Regions from separate parts of the Mus musculus genome. Here region 2 is linked to region 1. Evidence: chromatin contacts called from public promoter capture Hi-C data. All regions are on one chromosome and are shown on one strand. Each heading gives the region's core, a stretch centred on a gene start, on an enhancer-like site or on the middle of the called end of the contact. The rest is flanking DNA. Distances are from core to core; before and after follow the strand shown.

Region 1 (2,653 bases), core at 100-2,599:
GGGCTAGGGGGCACTTGGTAAAGAAGAGGGAGCCTTGTTAGGGAAGGGAGGGAGGGCAGAAGGTATCATGTCAAGCTTTTCAGTCCTCTGCTTGGCCTTTGGGGAGCCAAGACAAGATGGCAAGTTCTTTAAATGCCAAGGACACCCCACCCCATCATCTGCTTCCCCTCTCATCTTGTAGACCAGATGTTCTTCCCTCCTGGGACCTTTGCTGACAGCACACAGTGGGTACATCACACAGTGGGTACTCAGAACATGTTTAAGGGGTGAAATAAAGGGGGTGCTTTGTGCTGGGGAGGTACTACACAAGCAGAGCTCAGAGCACAGAGTGAAACACACAGTCCCCCAGCCCATAGCTGCCAGTCAAGCTGAGGGGCCCTCCCACTATGAGCTGCTAGTCAAACTGAGCCACCCCACCTAGTGAGATGCCAATCAAGCTGAGCCCCACACCACCCCACACCCCTGTGAGATGCCAGTCAGGCTGAGGAGGTGCTATAGGGGAAGAGGACAGACCATTATTTCCAGGAACTCGGCCCCCATGTTCTCCAGGCCATGGGCCACAGGTGTGAGGGAAATGGACTCTCGTTGCCTCGGTGTGTCGTCTGCCATGTGCTAGGCTCTTCAGCTGAAAGACAAAGATGTCACAGAGGGTCCACAGCCGAAAGGAGGGCCAGGAGAGAGAAAAGGAACCAGAGAGGGAGGGCGAGGGGGAGGGGAAAGGGAGAGGGAGAGAGAAGGGGAGAGTGGGAGAGACACCCTTTCTGCCCTCTCTCCTGATCCTGGGAGATGCAAGTCCTTGTAAGCTCCAACAGTGAACTGTCCCTTAGTCACCAGTCACCAGGAAGGGAAAGAGGGGATGGCGTAGGCACTGGTGTGGGCACGGCTCAGAAAAGAGCCCTTAGTTATCTTTACTTCCTACAACCGGTGAAAATCATTGGCAGGGGAGGAAGTGCTCATTTCATCCATCTTGAAGCCAGCGCTACCCAGGACTGTTCCACTCAAAACCGAACATTCCTCATTCTCAGTGAAGCTGCTTTTAGATGTTAGCTCACCTGCAAATGAGAGCCCAAACTCCCGTTTCCCCACTGCGGTCCCTCTCTTGCCCACACCTTAGGCCTTCCCTACTCAACAGCAGCTGGCTAAGCAGATCTTCCCCAGACACAGACCCTCAGAGGGCATGTGGAGCATGCAGCCAGGGCTGGGGGATGCCTGCTACCTGGGCACTCGCATTCACTGCTGTACGGAGAGGAGAGGAGCCCACACTACTCACAGATTTGTAGTGAGAAGGCAGCGTCAGGAGGGATTGACTGTTAAGAACTGACTGACTGAAGCACAGGTTGCTGTGGGAGGGCTGGGTCCAACCTGCTTGGGCTTTGGCCTGTTCACTTCTGTGGAAATTCCTGGGCAGAGTCCAAAACTGAAGTAGGTTGGGCTTCCCCAGAGCTCAGGGCCACCGCAGGGGCGGGGACCCCAGCCTGTTTCAGAAAAAGCATGATGGGGTAGCCTGGCTCACTCAAGCCGGGTCCTCTGTGGTCCTGCCCTCTGTCTGCTGCCCTTTCCCAAACCAACCTCTTCCTGGCCTTGCTCCAGGACGCCTCCTTTGGGAAGCCACCTTGGTTACTCTCTCCCTCCTCTTTCTGTCAGCATCCTGGAAATGTGTCTTCGTGTTGTGGCTCAGCCTCCTTTTCTCACAGTATCGGCGACTCGTTTTCCAAAACTAGAAGATATTGAAAGCGCTGTCTTTATCACAAACAGGTGGTGGCTCGGGGCTAAGCATCACACAGTCGCAGAAACAAGCCAAAATCACACCATTTCCTTCTCCCCTTTCTTCCTAGAGTGACACCCGAGTTACACGTGCAAAGTTGGGGGACAACACTTTCATCTACAGTCTTCAAACTAAATTTAAACTTACCTGACAGGATTTAATAATTGATGATGCACACTCTTTAATAATTAATTATCTTTTATGATACAAAAGATGCCTCACACAGAGGCATACACTGGCTGTTTTGGAAAAATGGAAAAGAAGAGGCTGGACATAAGTGGTACCCCCTGTTCTTAGAAACTATCTGTTTCTATTGGGGTTAGGAGAATATCGTCTCATCTAACCCAGCCTGACTTTGAACCTGCTATGTAGCCGAAGTTAGCCCTAAACACCCAATCCTCTGGCCTCCACATGTCCAATACTGGGATTCCAGGTGTGCATCTCCACACCCCTGGTCATGCGGAATGAAGCATGAAGGTGTTATAGAAATATACAGAGCCTAAGAATTTTTCTTATTTCCCCTTAAGTATACACTATTTTGTTATTCATTTTCCAATAGGAAATTGTACTGTTGCAGGGTTTTCACAACTTGCTTATCTGAATATACATATACACACACATACACATGGACACATACCTATATTGTATCTGGAGATACATATACACACACATGGACACATACCTATATTGTATCTGGAGATACATATACACACACATGGATACATACGTATATTGTATCTGGAGATACATATACGCACACATGGACACATACGTATATTGTATCTCGAGATACAATACCCACTGTCAGGTCACTGGTCCCCTTGATCATAAGATAAATGTTTACCTTGAGCAAGACTGGGATGGGGCCAGAGCAGATACTGAAGGAGC
Region 2 (2,653 bases), core at 93-2,592, 510 kb after region 1:
TGACACACAAAGGGCTGGAAAGATGGCTCAGTGGGTAAGAGCACCGGCTGCTCTTCCAAAGGACCCGGTTCAATTCCTAGCATGCACATGGTGGCTCACAACTATCTATGACTAGTTCCAGGAGATCTGATGCCCTCTTCTGGTCTCCACAGGCACTAGTGTTCATATAGTATACAGACACACATAGGCAAATCGCCCATACACACAAAATAATACAATAATTAAAGAAAAAAGTATGTTAAAAAATAGTGTTTGCTAAGGAAATCATGTTCACTAGTCAGTGTGGCACATGCTTATAATCCCACCACTTGAGAGGACAGCTGAGAGCCTGAGGCCAGCCTGAGCTACGTGGCAGGTTCCTTGACAGCCAACCCTAAATGCTAACTAAGAGACATTTAAATTTTTTCTTTTCTCTTCTTTTCTCTCCTCTCCTCCCCTCTCCTCTCCTCTCCTCCCCTCTCCTCTCCTCTCCTCCCCTCTCCTCTCCTCTCCTCCCCTCCCCTCTCCTCCCGTCCCCTCCCCTCCCCTCCCCTCTCATCCCCTCTCCTCCCCTCCCCTCCCCTCCCCTCCCCTCCCCTCCCCTCCCCTCCCCTCCCCTCCCCTCCCCTCCCCTCCCCTCCCCTCTTTTCTTTTCTTTTGAGACAGGGTCTCTTTATGTAGCTCTAGCTGTCCTGGAACTTCCTATGTAGAGTAGGCTGGCCTCAAATTCACAGAGATCCATCTGCCTCTGTCCCTGCCTCCCTGGTATGGGATTAAAGGTTTGCCGCCACCCCCTCCCACTCCCCGCCCTGCCCCCGCCCTGCCCCCGCCCCCACCCCCAGCAGTTTTAAACAAGCTAATTGATTTGGCCCAGGTTGGCCGCCCTCTTCTCTAATTCAATGAATATGCTTCTTCTCCCTTTTAGTAGCCGCCTTCCCGGGTCCGCTGAAAGAAGAGAATCTGTTAAATGTCCCGAAGCCACTGCCTAAACACCTGTGGGAGAGCAAGGAGGTGGGTGAGCCGTCCTGGGTTGTGCTTGTCAGTCCTGGCAGCCTGCCCCGCAGAGGTGGAAACCAGAACTGGGGAAAAGGAAGAGAGGATTTGTCTGGACACAGACACTGGAAAGACAGTGGGGAGATCTGTCCCCCACGGGTCACCGTGATCTGTGGGCGATTAGTGCAGTGCCCCTGGGGTTTCCAAGCTTTTCTGTGGATTTGCTGATTCTCGAATGGAAATTGTTAAGCTGCTCACCTTACATGGTCAGAAGCCCGGAGATTTGGGCATGAAAGGGCAGATGTCTCTGCTTTGGAGCCATCTCCAGCTCCTGTCGAGAACTGCTATCATGCCAGATGATCATTCCTAAAATCAAAGGCCTTTGACCCAAGCAGCAATGAGTCATCTGTTTACTACTGATTTCTCTGAGCTTTGAATGTTAGCGTCTGAAATCCTAGTCACTGGCCTCCCTCCACGACCCCTTTGTAAACCTCACCCACTGCGGAGCTTAGCTTAGCCTCTTTCTGTAGAGAGCTGTCTTGTGAGAAAGTCCTCCATCCACCCCTAGTGATGGCCAGATGCAGTTGGCTGTTTGGTCTCTGTGCTTAACTACCCCCGCACCCCCCCTCCGGTTTCCCCCCCTCGGGATCCCATTGGTCTCCACGTCCCTCCCCCTTCCCCCTCAGGATCCCATTGGACCTGCTTCCCTCCCAGCGGGATCACATTGGCCCTTTTCCACCCTACCCTCCCATTGGTCCTACTCCTTTCCTCCATCAAACTTATTGGAAGTCTCTGCATCAGTGTGGTCTTGAAAGCTTTTTATAAATATGTAGTTGATGTTTTAACTTTAGGGGCCTAAAAGAAGACAGATAATGGCGTGCAGGTGCATTCACAAATACCATGAGCTGCTCTCTCTGAGAGACAGTTGTCTCCCTTGGTTAATGCACACTCTAGTTCCAGGGTCCTTTTCCCTCTCTCCTCCCTCTCCCCATTGCCCCGTTTTGCTTTTTGTTTTGTTTTGATTTTGCTTTTTTATTTCCTTCTTTTTCTCCCATGCTAATTGAAAAAAAATTTTTTTAATCTAAATATGCAAAACATTTGCCTTTTTGAAGGAAGTAACATTTAACTAGAAGGTAAGTTAATAAGGCATCGAGCTAAGAAAAGGTGCTAATGGTATATATACTTCTTTTGTCTGGAAATTTAAGAAATTTAAAATTCCTCAAAACTTAAATGGCTGCTCTGTGCAGATGCCCTTGGTTTGCTCCGTCTCTCTTGGCCTCTGACTAGGGTGGCCAGATCCCTACTTTTCAAACACTTGAATTTGGCTGTGCACTGAGTAAGCCCAACTTTCTTTGTTCTTCCCAGATCCAGTCCCTGTCTGGGCGCCCTCGATCCTGTGATGTTGGGGGCGGCAAGTAAGTCATACTCCTTCTGCTGAAGGTTTCCAGTCTTTCCTGCTCTGTCACAGATCTGTTTATAAGTCAAAGTCAACTGCATTTGCATAAAATGACTGTTCTCTTTGGTCCTCATAGTTAATGTTTTTGAGACAGTTCATTATACAGCTGACATAAGCCAGTAAATTACCCTGCATGTGCAGAGGGATTGTGAGGCCGAGGTGTTGACACATCAAAGGAGGCCGAGTTGGGGGACTCGGCTGAGGACCCCAACAAGCTATTGTTAG

Evidence for each region. Promoter capture Hi-C pulls out the DNA fragments that hold promoters and counts their contacts.
Region 2: a contact with region 1 is called in a promoter capture Hi-C map of liver, with 2.9 times the contacts expected there. The contact joins the enhancer-like site here to the promoter of Slc28a1 in region 1. A contact is called at or near these places in 8 of 39 promoter capture datasets (the C10 cell line, embryonic stem cells, hematopoietic stem and progenitor cells and 3 more) and 1 of 9 other capture datasets (liver).

What each region holds. Positions count from the first base shown.
Region 1 is chr7:81,113,495-81,116,147 of GRCm38.p6, reverse strand. It overlaps Slc28a1 (solute carrier family 28 (sodium-coupled nucleoside transporter), member 1), which reads right to left and starts at 1,349. Exons shown (of 18, transcript NM_001004184.3): 1 at 1,271-1,349; 2 at 514-625. The coding sequence starts at 609.
Region 2 is chr7:80,604,085-80,606,737 of GRCm38.p6, reverse strand. Crtc3 (CREB regulated transcription coactivator 3) reads left to right here. Exons shown (of 15, transcript NM_173863.2): 8 at 905-990; 9 at 2,338-2,387. Among named protein-coding and RNA genes, the nearest start is that of Gm15880, 31 kb to the left of the region's middle. Within about 2 kb of position 1,342, at least 17 of the 459 cell types and tissues checked have an H3K27ac peak or open chromatin away from gene starts, as enhancers often do. A contact at or near this core is called in liver, where this site is marked.